Linked DNA regions of Mus musculus: region 1 is linked to region 2. The links are chromatin contacts, called in public promoter capture Hi-C maps. All regions are on one chromosome and are shown on one strand. Each heading gives the region's core, a stretch centred on a gene start, on an enhancer-like site or on the middle of the called end of the contact. The rest is flanking DNA. Distances are from core to core; before and after follow the strand shown.

What was found. Promoter capture Hi-C pulls out the DNA fragments that hold promoters and counts their contacts.
Region 1: a promoter capture Hi-C map of liver shows a contact between it and region 2, with 6 times the contacts expected there. The contact joins the promoter of Cfap77 here to the enhancer-like site in region 2. A contact is called at or near these places in 3 of 39 promoter capture datasets (liver and stem cell-derived epiblast-like cells), 3 of 15 datasets of contacts at CTCF or cohesin (the NIH/3T3 cell line, large pre-B cells and pro-B cells), 18 of 484 Hi-C or Micro-C datasets (8-cell embryo, the AML12 cell line, the AtT-20 cell line and 9 more), 5 of 115 datasets of contacts at active chromatin or transcription factors (the SCID.adh cell line, bone marrow-derived macrophages and embryonic stem cells) and 4 of 9 other capture datasets (adipose tissue, embryonic stem cells, liver and 1 more).

The regions. Positions count from the first base shown.
Region 1 is chr2:29,053,814-29,056,513 of GRCm38.p6, forward strand. Cfap77 (cilia and flagella associated protein 77) reads right to left here and starts at 1,253. Exons shown (of 6, transcript NM_001166705.1): 1 at 1,001-1,253. The coding sequence starts at 1,195.
Region 2 is chr2:29,006,515-29,009,214 of GRCm38.p6, forward strand. All of the region lies in intron 1 of Cfap77 (cilia and flagella associated protein 77), which reads right to left. Among named protein-coding and RNA genes, the nearest start is that of Cfap77, 47 kb to the right of the region's middle. Within about 2 kb of position 1,402, at least 5 of the 459 cell types and tissues checked have an H3K27ac peak or open chromatin away from gene starts, as enhancers often do. A contact at or near this core is called in liver, where this site is marked.

The sequences.
Region 1 (2,700 bases), core at 3-2,502, 47 kb after region 2:
AAACATCTCAGAGGGGCCAGTGCTAAGGATGCTGCTTCATGGGTTCCCTGTATCTAGCTTCTGTCCTCCTGGGAGCATTAATTAGCCCAGAAAGGTCTAACAATATAGGTCTGCCTATAGTCAAAGAACCCATCAGCATGCCCATACCTCTATGGAACCTGGAAACCGAGGTCAATTTTTAGAAGCACACTGCCCTCTAGCGGCACAAGATAAATTTGCGCCACTAAACTTCAACTTTACTTTTTCGGTCTCCCGGCGCCTAAAGAGGCAGAGCCACGGCCACGTGTAGGTTTTTTTTGGGTTTTGTTTTTGTTTTTGTTTTTCGAGACAGGGTTTTTCTATAGCCCTGGCTGTCCTGGAGCTCACTTTGTAGACCAGGCTGGTATCGAACTCAAAAATCCGCCTGCCTCTGCCTCCCAAGTGCTGGGATTAAAGGCGTGCCCCACCACGCCCGGCCCAAGTGTAGTTTTTAGCCAGACAGGAAAACAGACAAAAGTGCGGAGGACCAGCACCGAAAGGGAAAGTGATCTGTCTATAAACGCTGCTCCCACGCAAGTGCCAGCCACGCCTCCTAGAGGGCTTTGAATCTCACACCCCCAGCACACTTAAGATGGTGTTGTGATACTTTCCCGACAGTCAGTCCCAGAGCACCTGCTGCATAGTAGACCAGAGGTGCTGGGGAAGATGGATCTTGGGTGGCAAGGGCATGGATGGGTGCCTGAGACCTGTCTGTCACCCTGTGGGTACGAGCCCGGTAGAGATTGCCCTATCCATAGTCTTTCCCAGTAGTGGGGAAAGACCCCGCTAACGTGTGCCACTTGAGGACACTGAGGTTCCTGGACTGGCTACGACTGCAGAGGGTCCAGGAGGCCTGTTTCACCCAGAGCAAGTTTCCTACACTGCGCCCAAACCCTGGGCCCCGGGTCCCGAGAGTTCAGCAGCTGGAACCCATCGGCGGCGTCGGTGCCCGCGGAGGGGATGATCGTGCCCAGGCGCTCACCTTGACGATGAGCGGGTTCTGAAACATGGAGTCACGCACGACCCCCAGCCTTTCGTTCTCCATGCCCGTACGGATGTCGACCACCGTCAGCGGCCGTCGGGGCGGCGGGCAGATCTGGCTGACCGTGCGATGCACGGGCTGCTTCTTCTTTTTCCATGCCGTGAGGTCTTTCCCGGGTTTCGCCGGATCAGGCATCCCAGGGGCCTCCGGGATTAGACCTTGGCTGCAAAGCCCACAGAGTTCTGCGCTGTCTGAGGACTCCAGCCCCGAGCGAGCGCGCGCTCCGGGCTGCACCACGGGGACCCTGGGGTGCACCTCGCGGCAAGGCAGGCTCCGGAGCAGAGCGCGCCCACCTGCGGAGCCTCTGTCCAAAGCTTAAACCCCGCCAGTTCTTCGGAGTGATTTGGGCACCTCGCAGCAGACTGAGAGAGGGAAGAGTGTCTACACTACCCCTTTCGGAAAAATGGAACGTCCCGTCTCCTTGGTGACAAGACGCCAACAGCTCAAGAGCTTCCGGTTTTCTTTCTAGAAATTCTTAGCAACCACAGAGACCTTTTAGACCTGTCTCAAATCAACATAGAAAAACCCAAGAATCAAATCTAGGTTGTGTTAAAAGAGAAGAGGTTTTAGAGGATCACTTATCCTTGGCTTCCACCCTCTAACTACCCTACTCTAGTTACAGTTCCCTCCCAAGGGAATCTTTTCTTCTTCTTCTTCTTCTTCTTCCTTCTTCTTCTTCTTCTTCTTCTTCTTCTTCTTCTTCTTCTTCTTCTTCTTCTTCTTCTTCTTCTTCCTTCTTCTTCTTCTTCTTCTTCTTCTTCTTCTTCTTCTTCTCCTCCTCCTCCTCCTCCTCCTCCTCCTTCTCCTTCTTCTTCTTTTCTTCTTCTTTTCTCCTTTTCTTCTTCTTTTCTTCTTTTCTTCTTCTTTTCTCCTTCTTTTCTTCTTCTTTTCTCCTTTTTTCTTCTTCTCTTCTTTTCTCCTTCTTTTCTTCTTCTTCTCTTCTTCTTTTCTTCTTCTTTTCTCCTTCTTTTCTTCTCTTCTTCTTTTCTCCTTCTTTTCTTCTTCTCTTCTTCTTCTCTTCCTCCTCCTCCTCCTCTTCTTTCTCCTCCTCCTTCTCCTCCTCCTTCTTCTTCCTTCCTTTCTTCTTCTTCTTTTCTCCTTCTTTTCTTCTTCTCTTCTTCTTCTCTTCCTCCTCCTCCTCCTCTTCTTTCTCCTCCTCCTTCTCCTCCTCCTTCTTCTTCCTTCCTTTCTTCTTCTTCTTCTTCTTCTTCTTCTTCTTCTTCTTCTTCCTCCTCCTCCTTCTTCCTTCTTCCTTCTTCTTCTTCTTCTTCTTCTTCTTCTTCTTCTTCTTCTCTCTCTCTCTCTCTCTCTCTCTCTCTCTCTCTCTGGGATATGGTACTAACACAGTCGTACTGCAATAGAAATATGCATTCTTAGGCTTGAGGTCAATGCTAATTCAGTGGGTGGTCCCAAGCCAGTTTCCCTGTTGGACACTTCCTCCCACCTCGAAAGAAAAAAAAAATATGGATTAGATCAATAGTGTCTGACTCTGGAATCAAATGGAGGGAAACTGAAAAAGATCATCAGGTTTGGTTCACTGAGTAAGAATATCTGAAAATAAGGCCGGGGAGATGGCTCGGGGTGTGAAGGCACCTGCCTCTAAGCCTGACAACCCAGTTTGTTTCTCAGGACCCATATGG
Region 2 (2,700 bases), core at 152-2,651:
TGTAAGAGGCACTGGTGGGGTGGCAGTGGCGGTCTTGATCCAACTTATAAACAGACAGGTGGGTGCTAGCGAGTAATTTTCCTCTTCCCTGCACCAGATCAGGGATGCTAGTCAGGCACCGGCTGGAGTGAGGGCTACAAACGGGCGGAGACCAGCCCGTAATTACCAAAATAGAAAAAGAACAGCGTTTTGTAATGAATGACAAGCGGCTGAGTGGAAATCTAATTTGGTCTAATTAAGCAGCCTTTTGTGAGGATTTGTCTTTAGATGAAAAGAGGGAGCAAGGAGATCTAAATGCAAATGAAGCCCTTCTTGGGGTTTTAAAGAGCCAGTGAGACTTGGTCTGGCCTGGCGGCTTTATGGGGCTGTAAGTCTCTCCACTACACTTCAGTCCACCCTTGGGGGAACGTTTTGCTCCCCACTTTTTGTATCATTTTAAACTGGACAGCTTGACAAGGCCATCAGGGAGCTTCATCTTCTTCGGTGGCAGTGAGTGACAACATGCAGTGTTGCCCACCAGAGAAGATGACCTGAGCCTTGGAGTCCAGGATCAACATCCATGTTTGTGGACATATTTGTACATACATATGGAGGCCGGAAGTTGACATCAAGTATTTTCCTCTATAACTCTATGCCTTAGTTTGTCAGACAGGGTCTTTCAGTGAATCTGGAGCTCATGATTCAGCTAGGCTGTCTGGCCATTGAACCCTGGGGTATTCAGGCCTCTGCCAGTACTGGGATTGCGGGTGCAGAGTATCGAGCCAGGCTCAGGGGCACGGGGATGGATTCATGGCCTTGTGTTTATGCAGCAGACAGCCTACTGACGGAGACACCTTCTTACCCTCAGAATCCAGGGCTTTTAAGTGTGTGTTTGTGTGTGTGTGTGTGTGTGTGTGTGTGTGTACGCGTGCGTGCGTGTGTGTGCCACCTGTGTGTGGATAGGTGCCTATGGAAGCCAGAAGGTACAAGGTCTCCTGGAGCTGGAGTTATAGGCAGTTGTGTGCTAGGAACTGAACTTAGATCCTCTGGAAGAACAATGGGAGCTCTTAACCACTGAGCCATCTCCCCAGCCCCAGAATCCAAAATTTGTATTAAAAACTGGTGGTGGCACACGTTCTTAATCCCAGCCAGCATTCCAGAGGCAGAGGCAGGCAGATCTCTGAGTCTGAGGCAGGTCTAATCCACAGAGTGAGTTCCAGACAGCCAGGGCTACACAGAGAAATCGTGTCTCAATACAGACAAACGAATAAATACGACTGGTACACAGACATCACAGATATGGCTGGCCTCCTCGGAGGTTGAACTTTAAACTTTGATTTTGGTCCTTCCAAAGGTTAGCTGACACTGTGTGGTCCACAGCCCCCACTACAAATTGCGTTCCTACCCTGGACAAACTGGTATGAATGCAGACCTTTGAACTAGGTAGGATGAGAGGTTATAGGTCATCACCCAGGAACTGGGCTAGGGTCAGGGTTTTATTGGGAACGTGCAGAGGGTTGCCAACAAAGGTCTACTAGACTAACCCACAAAATATGTGAAGCAGGCCAAAGCTGGTTAAGCTAGCCCCTCACCCTGACCCCATCTCCAATCAAATGTTTTTCTTTGTTCCCAAGTAAAAGTGCACGTGTTTGGGCTTTTTCATATACGGGGCTAGAACTAGCTGAATGCGTGTGACAGTGGATGGCTGTGACACTGATCCGAGCTTGACCACAGTTTCTCCTTCCCTCTCTAGCCTACCCGGTCCACCATCCCTCCTCCTCTCCCTCTTTCCCTCCTCCTCTTCTCCTCCTCCTTTTTGTTTTGATCCAGGGTTTCAGGTAGACCAGGCTAGCCCTGGCCTCACTGAGGATAAGCTGAGAATGGGGCTGAACGTCTGATCCTCTCGCCTTCATCTGCCAACTGCTGGCGTTACCGGTGAGCACCGGCGTCCCTGGCGCATGTGATGCTGGAGGTGGATTTGGAGCTTCCTGTGAGCATGCTAAGCAAACTCCACCAACTAGGAGCTCCATCCCTAGCCCTAGAGCTCCTCTGCCTGTCTGTCTGTCTGTCCAGATCGTTCTTGTTTTACCCCTCAGTGTCTGTTTGGCCTGTAGAGGACCCTAGAATGGGAGCTAAGAGCAGGGACTTCAGATGGATGTGGAGAGAGCGAAGGCACAGAGCACTGTATGGGAGAAATACTTAAACATGTCTGTTTGAAGTCAGAAGTCTGAGGCCAAAGCCTCAGCTTCAAGGTTCCTGTCCCACCTCAGCCAGCAGCCCTCATCTGTCTGCTTCTGACCACACCAGTCTAGTTTCTGCCTGTCTCATACAGCTCTACTCCAGAGTACATGTCTCAAGTCTTACCTTCTTTTCCCTATCGAAACACCTGTCACCTTAGATGGAGTGTGGCATCCCAAGAGCCTTTACCGATGACATCTGCAAACACCCCATTTGTCCATAAGGTCACATTCACAGAGATTAGAATTAGGATGTGGATGTATCTTTTCAGAGGCCACTATTCAACTCCCACATCTCTGACCACGAGGCACCATGAAGCTTAATCCTATCATTTGGGGGAGGTTGCTACGATCTCTGTGTGGACAGCCACTCTGTTGACCCGCCCAGTGCAGTGGCCAACGCAACGCAAGATGCATGATCCCTTGGGTTCTAACCTCCTCAGAAATGGTTCTCTGTAGTTTCATGTTTAATTCTTTATTCTTC